Regions from separate parts of the Gossypium arboreum genome. Here region 2 is linked to region 1. A link is a contact called in public Hi-C data. All regions are on one chromosome and are shown on one strand. Each heading gives the region's core, a stretch centred on a gene start, on an enhancer-like site or on the middle of the called end of the contact. The rest is flanking DNA. Distances are from core to core; before and after follow the strand shown.

What was found. A called contact is a pair of places that touch in the nucleus more often than the background predicts.
Region 2: a Hi-C map of leaf shows a contact between it and region 1, with 4 times the contacts expected there. The contact joins the promoter of LOC108469968 here to the promoter of LOC108470110 in region 1. A contact is called at or near these places in 2 of 5 Hi-C or Micro-C datasets (both in leaf).

What each region holds. Positions count from the first base shown.
Region 1 is chr8:131,182,320-131,185,999 of ASM2569848v2, forward strand. It overlaps LOC108470110 (E3 ubiquitin protein ligase DRIP2-like), which reads left to right and starts at 1,820. Exons shown (of 6, transcript XM_053031930.1): 1 at 1,820-2,094; 2 at 2,843-3,176; 3 at 3,324-3,680. The coding sequence starts at 1,964. It overlaps LOC108470112 (magnesium transporter MRS2-2-like), which reads left to right. Exons shown (of 12, transcript XR_008287196.1): 12 at 955-1,095.
Region 2 is chr8:131,413,411-131,417,090 of ASM2569848v2, forward strand. LOC108469968 (histone H1-like) reads left to right here and starts at 1,566. Exons shown (of 2, transcript XM_017771110.2): 1 at 1,566-1,922; 2 at 2,027-2,942. The coding sequence starts at 1,740. The coding sequence ends at 2,686.

The DNA.
Region 1 (3,680 bases), core at 570-3,069:
AGAAACTTGAAAATACACGAAAATTAAATATTATGGAAAACTAAAGCGCATGGAGTGAAGTTGGCACAAAAATATTATTCTATTGTACAATTCAAAAACTAATTAACCCTAAATTAAGGCTGGAAACATAAAAATACTCAAACATTACCCAAACATGATTTCTTTTAAATTCTCGACTTCGTCTTTTATGTAAACCCAAAAAAAAAACCAAAAAATCTCAAGCTTCCTTTTTTTTTCATAGATTAACACGTGGTGAAGCTTTTGGTATTAAAAAAATTGTAAAATTTCAAATTTAAATTTTATAGATAAAAATAAAATATTAAAAACTTTATTTTTAAATTAGAATTTCGCACAAAATTTCATAACAATTAACTTAAAACTCATACAAATTAACTTATCACTAAATCAATAATGTAATTAACTAGAAATAATTAAAATAGGAGCATGTAAGAAAAAGTTTAATAAGCTTATAGCTATAAGAGAGATAAATGAAGTAGGTTAATATTTAATGCCCAATAGAACGACGCCGTATATGGCATCTAAAGGCCTAAAAGCCTTCTCCGCCCTCAGCATAAATATAATAAAAAAAGAAAAAAAGGGGAGGAGGAAAAAAAAAAGTAGTACATAAAAAGACCGAAATTCTATTTCTGTTGTTTTGTTATGTTAGTGTTAGATTCAGATCATCGTTGTGGTTTTTTTTTTTCCTCTTCTTCTCCGTTGGAAAAAATCCACGTTAAACTTCACCGTTGTCTCATCCCATTTAACAAATTTCCCTTTTTCCTTAAATCTCTCAATCCCTTTCTCCTTTCCTTTTTCAGATCAAAAAACACTCTCCACCTCTGCTTAGTTACGCAGCCAATTCTCTTCCCTTTGTTTTTCTTTCCCGTTTCTTATCCACCTCTCTGTTTATAACCCTTCTTCTCCTTAGTATTTCCGTCACGGGTTTTAATGCAGGTTTTTATGAATATATGCACGTAAATTTTCCTTTGCCTTTTTGCTCCTCGTTGACATGCAATGAGACAGAGATACGTGCAAAGGGGGGTTATGTTGTGTTAAATTAATTATTGCGATTCAAAAAAAAAAAAAAAAAAGAAACAGAGAAGGTGCAGTGTAAAAGAAAAAAGAGAGATAGAGAGAGAGATGGCGAATCAAGTAGTCAAAGTGAGGAGAGAAGCGGTTGCGGCATGCATGACTTGCCCCCTTTGCAATAAGCTTGTTAAAGATGCCACCACCATATCCGAATGCCTTCACACGTGTGAGTCTCTCTCCCCTTTCCTAAGTTCTTTTGTTCTTAATTATTCAAATTTTCTGTTGTTTCTTTGCTCTCCGCTCCTCTTCTAAAGTGGGTTACTCTTGTTTTCTCCGTTTCTTATCTGGGTTTTTCTTGGTTTTATATCTTCAATGTTGACTTCTTCGCTTAATGTTTCATTGCTATACCTGTTTTTTAGTTGATGTTAAGGCATCCTGGTAGAATAGCAAAATCGGTGTAATATTATGAATTGTTTTATTTAAAAATCTAGGATTTTGCTAATGATTTCCTAAGACAGTTTTAAGGTTACTAAATATAATAATATATTATAAATAATGCATAAAATTGTTATGATGCTATTACTATGAATAGTATATTAACTAACAATAACATTAAAGAGCTCTCTTACAGCAATTGTTAGTAAAGCCCCAAAATTTATTGCGCACAGTTACTATTTTCTACATTAAGCTAAGGCTTATTCCCATCCTATACTTTACTTTCAATTCAAGGTCTTTTCCAAGATGGGAGCTTCCTTATTTGTTTTGCAAGCCCATAACAAGATTCGAACTTTAAGATGATTTTTTCTGTTTTTGAAACGGAACCAACTTATTATGCAAGTTACACAAGTGTTTCTGTTGCTTTAATTACTTCACTTGCGTGTGATCTATGTTTCAGTGTGCCTTGCAAGATTGTTGAATCAATAAATAGAAATATATGATTGATTTGTGTTTCAAGTTTTATGTAGTTTGCAGAAAGTGCATATATGATAAGATAGAAGATGAAGATTTAGAATGCTGTCCAATATGCAACATTGATTTGGGTTCTGTTCCGCTGGAGAAATTAAGGTAGCCTTATTCCTTCTGTCTATCATGTATTTGTCAACACTAATATGTTAATTGCTTCCTTCATGACCAATTTTTTTTTTTAACGTGTAAAGTGATCAGTTCTAGTTTTAACTGTTAGTCTTGTCAAATGGTCCAAAGGATTTATTCAAGCTGTTACTGAAATGTTACTGATTTCTTCTTTATGCCTTGGGATCATTGATCATTTAGAATTAGGAGTCATTCCATTATTTTGAAGTTTGACAGTGGCTTCTACACGCCAGTGGTTCTATAAAGTTCAGATTTAAAGGCATGGAATGAAATTTTGGAGGGTTTAATGAGTCTTAGTGGACTTCATTGTTAAGTTCTTAGAGACAATAGGAAAATGTCTTTACAGGCAACCAATATTGCCTAAACTCTTTTCCATTTCTTGAGGTTTCTTGGTCAAACCTCCCCCCCCCCCCCCCCCTTTCCTTTTTTGAGTGATATGAGTACATGTAATTAGCCAATTTCAAATGAAGTGTCTTGCCAGCATCTGCCAGTGTTATGCAAATGTAAGTAGCCAATTTCTGGATTGCAAGTCTCTCAATTCCAAAAGCAAGGTGAGATATGTTGAAGAGGAAATAAAAAGACCATATTCTGGGTGGATTCATGTTTTTGCATACAGCTTTTGAATTTCCTGGTAGACCCTCTGCATGGATGCATTATGTTGGTTAATCAAAATTTTGGAGAATTTAATGTGTACTGAGATGCATCTCTGCTTTTGAATCAGGCCAGACCATAATTTGCAAGATGTGAGGGCCAAAATCTTCCCTCTTAAAGGAAGAAAAGCAAAGCCACCTGAAGTTCTGCCTCCAATTACAATGCCAACTAGAAGAAAGGAGAGATCACTATCTTCATTGGTGGTTAATGCCCCCAAAGTATCAACACAAACTACCATGACCGGAAGGAGAACAAAAGCTGTTGCCAGAAAGGCTGGTTCTCTACGAGGTTCCAGTTTTTCAGTAGAGAAGCCCGTTAAAAGAGAGAGAGACTCTGTGGAGGACCACAAGGAGAGTGCAAGCTCACCTGAAACGCTAAATAAATTCACTCAGAATAAAAGACAGGTACATTGAATCCTACATAAGTATTTTATAGGGTCCAATATTGTCTAATACTTCTCTCTTTTCTCAAACATCCATTTACTTGGAAAGAATTAATGTTTTAGATTAAACTGATAATATCTGTTGTCTTTAAAAAATTGAGCAACACAGTGTACTTCTGCTGAACCTTGCCAACAGAAGGATAAAGGAGTAGAGAATAGTGGCGAATCACGGGATGGAAAATTGGATCTCTGGAAACCTTTAGATTGTTTGGCAGAGGTTGCAAATAGGTCCAAGTCCTTCAAGTCTAATTTACAAGGCTGTGATTCTAAGTTAGAACTAGAACCTACCTATGTCATCAACCCTGAAGCTCAAACGTGCAGAAACAAGCATAGGAAAGAAAACGGCAAAACAAAAGTTGAGGAAGAAAAGAATAATGCTGCTCCTGCAACAACTTCTGGAATTGTGAACCCTAAAAAGTTACGCAGGATCCGTCAAAAAAGTGGTTCTGGATTCGGGGATTCTGGC
Region 2 (3,680 bases), core at 316-2,815, 230 kb after region 1:
TTACAAAATTGAGTTAAAAAGAAGTTTGAAGTTCATTATGGCTAATTACCTCACACAATTCCTTAATTCTCAACCCCTCATAAGAATCAAAGCAAGTAATTGTGTGCACTTCATAAACTCAATTCAATGAGATTTATTAATTTTAATAATTACTCATATATATCACATATGTAATTATTAGTAATTACACCCAAATCTAATTACTAAATGAACTTTTTAAATCCATTGAAAATTCTACATGAGAACATCAAGCATGGCTTTGAGGATGTTCTTAAACAAAAGATTTTTAATCCTCCAAGATTAACATCAAACAAGTCTTAGAAGATGTTTACTTATTATGTTTTTATACTTGAACAAACATTTTCAATTTTCTAAGGTTAAAGGTTCAACATCAAAGATACTAATCATTGTAACAAAAATTAGATGATAAATTAACTTAATTCTTCTAATGCTCTTGCTATATAATTAATTGATTTGATTATACTTATAATGGGCTTACATATATATATATATATATATATATGGCTTTAGATCAACATTAACATGTTTCATTTAGGTGGAGAAGTTAATGCATAACTTACATATAAGTTTTACATAGAGAAGATTTTGCTCCAAATTAATAAATATGCTTAGATGTAATGTTTTTGAGAAACCCAAGCATTCTATAGGTTATTTTGATGAGATATGATGTGGTGTAGTAAGAACTTTGAATTTATAATCATAGAATAAGATGATTGGAATGAATATTTGAGTATAGGAAATTTGTAATTAGACAATAGTAATAGAGCATACATGCTAAGCAAATGTTCACATGTTATAAAAGAAAGATTTATATTGCTACCTTAATTAATGGATATACAATTTTTGTTTGAGTCACATTTTATGTTTAAGGTTAACAAATGTAATGAATAATGTGACATACAACATAACAAATCAAGTTTTGTTTTGGATTAAATATGGTTCCAATTTTTGATTTGCCATGAATTGAATGATATGTGTATTGTCACACATGCCAAAAGGACATGTTCAACTTCAACAACATTTGAAGTGAAAAATTTCCATCCAATTCTTAACCAAATTTCATGATTCTTGAAGCATTAGTTTCCTTTGTTAATCTATTATCAAATAAGATGCAAAAATTTTGGATTCATAACAAGCATTTTCTTAAATTCCTCCTAAACCACAATAACATCATGGTAAACCATGGTTTTGACCAATGTAGCTTCAAAATCAAATATCTTACAAATGAATTGTCCAAAAAATATGTAAAAATATTCATTAGAAAGCTTATATAATAAACTTAACAATGGAAAAAATTTCAAAAAAAATTATAAGCTATAACTTAAGTCATGGTCAAACCAATCGAGACCAAAAGCACACCTAAAATGCTCAAAACATCAATTCTTCCTCATTCCTCCCCACCCATTCCCTTGCGCCCCTTAATCTTCAACCGTAGATATCGCCTTATCTAACGATCCGTATTTAAACTTAAGACAGACAGGGATCCGCGTGATAGTTGTCTCCACCAATCAAAATTCATCTTATGGATACCGTCTTTCTCACATTTGACTATTTAAATCCCTTCATTCCCGTCACCTTCCTCCCACAACGAAATTACCAGTACATCTTCGCTTTGAGATTAGATCCAAAATTCCCCTTTCATCTTATTTCCGATTCCCCAATTTTTCCTGAAACCCTAATCCTAATCCCGGATTCCTCTCGTCTACATCGTCTAGCAAATGGCAACCGAGGAGCCGGCAGTCGTGGCAGACCCCGCACCGGAGACGGAGGAGGACAAGACTGCTGAGACCAAAGCTACTTCAAAATCTGGCAGAGCAAAGAAAACCAAAGAACCCAAAACCAAGAAAGCTGCAGCTCCTCGGAAACCACGGGCTGCTCCTACTCATCCACCTTACGAAGAGGTACTTCATGATTCACAAAATATACTGTTATTTGTTTTTTATTTTTTGTTTTTTTTGCTATTCTGGGTCTGATCGCGTATTGATACTCGATTGGTTTGTTACAGATGATCAAAGATGCGATCGTTACTTTGAAAGAGAGGACAGGTTCAAGTCAGTACGCCATTGCTAAGTTCATTGAAGAGAAACAGAAGAATCTTCCTGGGAATTTCAAGAAGCTTCTTCTTGTCCATTTGAAGAAGCTTGTGGCTGCTGGGAAGTTGGTTAAAGTTAAGGCTTCGTATAAACTTCCATCGGCTAGATCTTCGAAGACGGCTACTGCTGCTTCTGCTCCTGCAAAAAAGAAAACGGCTACTACTAAGTCGAAGTCTAAGCCTGCCTCAAAGCCTAAGGAAGGGAAGAGTACAAAAGCTACTCCTAAAGCGAAGGCCAAGACAAAAACTACTTCGAAGGCCAAGAGTAAGCCGGCGGCTAAGCCAAAGGCTACTTCTAAGGCGAAGGCTGCTCCAGCCAAGACTAAGGCAGTGGCTTCTGTGAAGCCGAAGACTACTGCAGCTACAAAGCCAAAAGCTGCAGCCAAGCCTAAGGACAAGCCGGTTAAGGCTTCGAGGACTTCAACTAGGACGTCCCCCGGAAAGAGAGCTGCTGCTCCCAAGCCTGCTGCGAAGAAGGCTCCTGCGGCTAAAAAAGCTCCGGCGAAGAGTGTAAAGCCGAAAAGTGTCAAGTCACCGGCGAAGAAAGCCACGTCGAGGAGGGGAAAGAAATGAGAGAAGAGAGGGTGGTCAACGTAGGGGTAGTTTTGTAAATTCGAGTGAAGTTTAGTTGGTGTATTTGGGTCCGTACCCAGGAAAATATGACATCGGATCTTATCTGTTCTTGAACTTTTCTTCGAGGGGTTGTTTTTTTTGTTGTTGTTGATTGACGCTAAATTTTTATATTCCTTAGTTTAAAAGCAGATTTTAGATGTAATTTTTCAGTTGAATGGATTATGAGATGAAATCAGAGCTCCCTGATATTTTATCATGTTATCTGAGTTCTATTGTTCTGCTCGTTCTTTATGCATTGCCCACCAGGGAATAGATTGCAAACTAAGAAGCCCAGGGTTTGTATTTATAGGGTTGCTTGGTGGAATAGATTCAAAGAAACGGTGGCCTGTTAGAAAGAGGTTGCGCGGAATGCTCTGAAGAATTTAGCTTCTGTGCAGCTACTGCTTCAAAACTGGAGCCAAGGTTAAGGTTTTTTACGGATTTGTTGATCCTAAAATTTTGAAATGCGTATAATTAAGTGGAACAATGATGTAACTGGCACGGCTGATCAAATTCATCATGCGTGGTTTAAGTTGTGACTATCAAGTTTGCCTAGTTTTTAAGCAATTATAAAGCTGCATTTATTTGGAATATGAGTTGCTGCATTTTTATTTCGATTTTGGTTTCTAACCTAAAAGCTTCACCTAATTATTGGATTGTGTTGAGTGGAGTTGTGGTCGAGCCTTGATGCTTATAAACGTGGTTATTTAACATGCTTCATTGCTTGCTTTTCTTTTAGGTTTTTCATGGAGTGAAAAATTAGTTAATATAGTCGGGGGCAAAATGAATGAATGGAGGAGTAATTAGGCAACTTTCCTCTTTGTTATTATCTCTTGATTGCTTTCCTTTATAGTGATGATTCTTAATTTTCTTTTTATTTTGTCAATGATTCTCTTATTCTCTGCTGTACAAAATTTGAGTATGGCAAGGCTTCAATTAGTTATTCCAGCCCTCC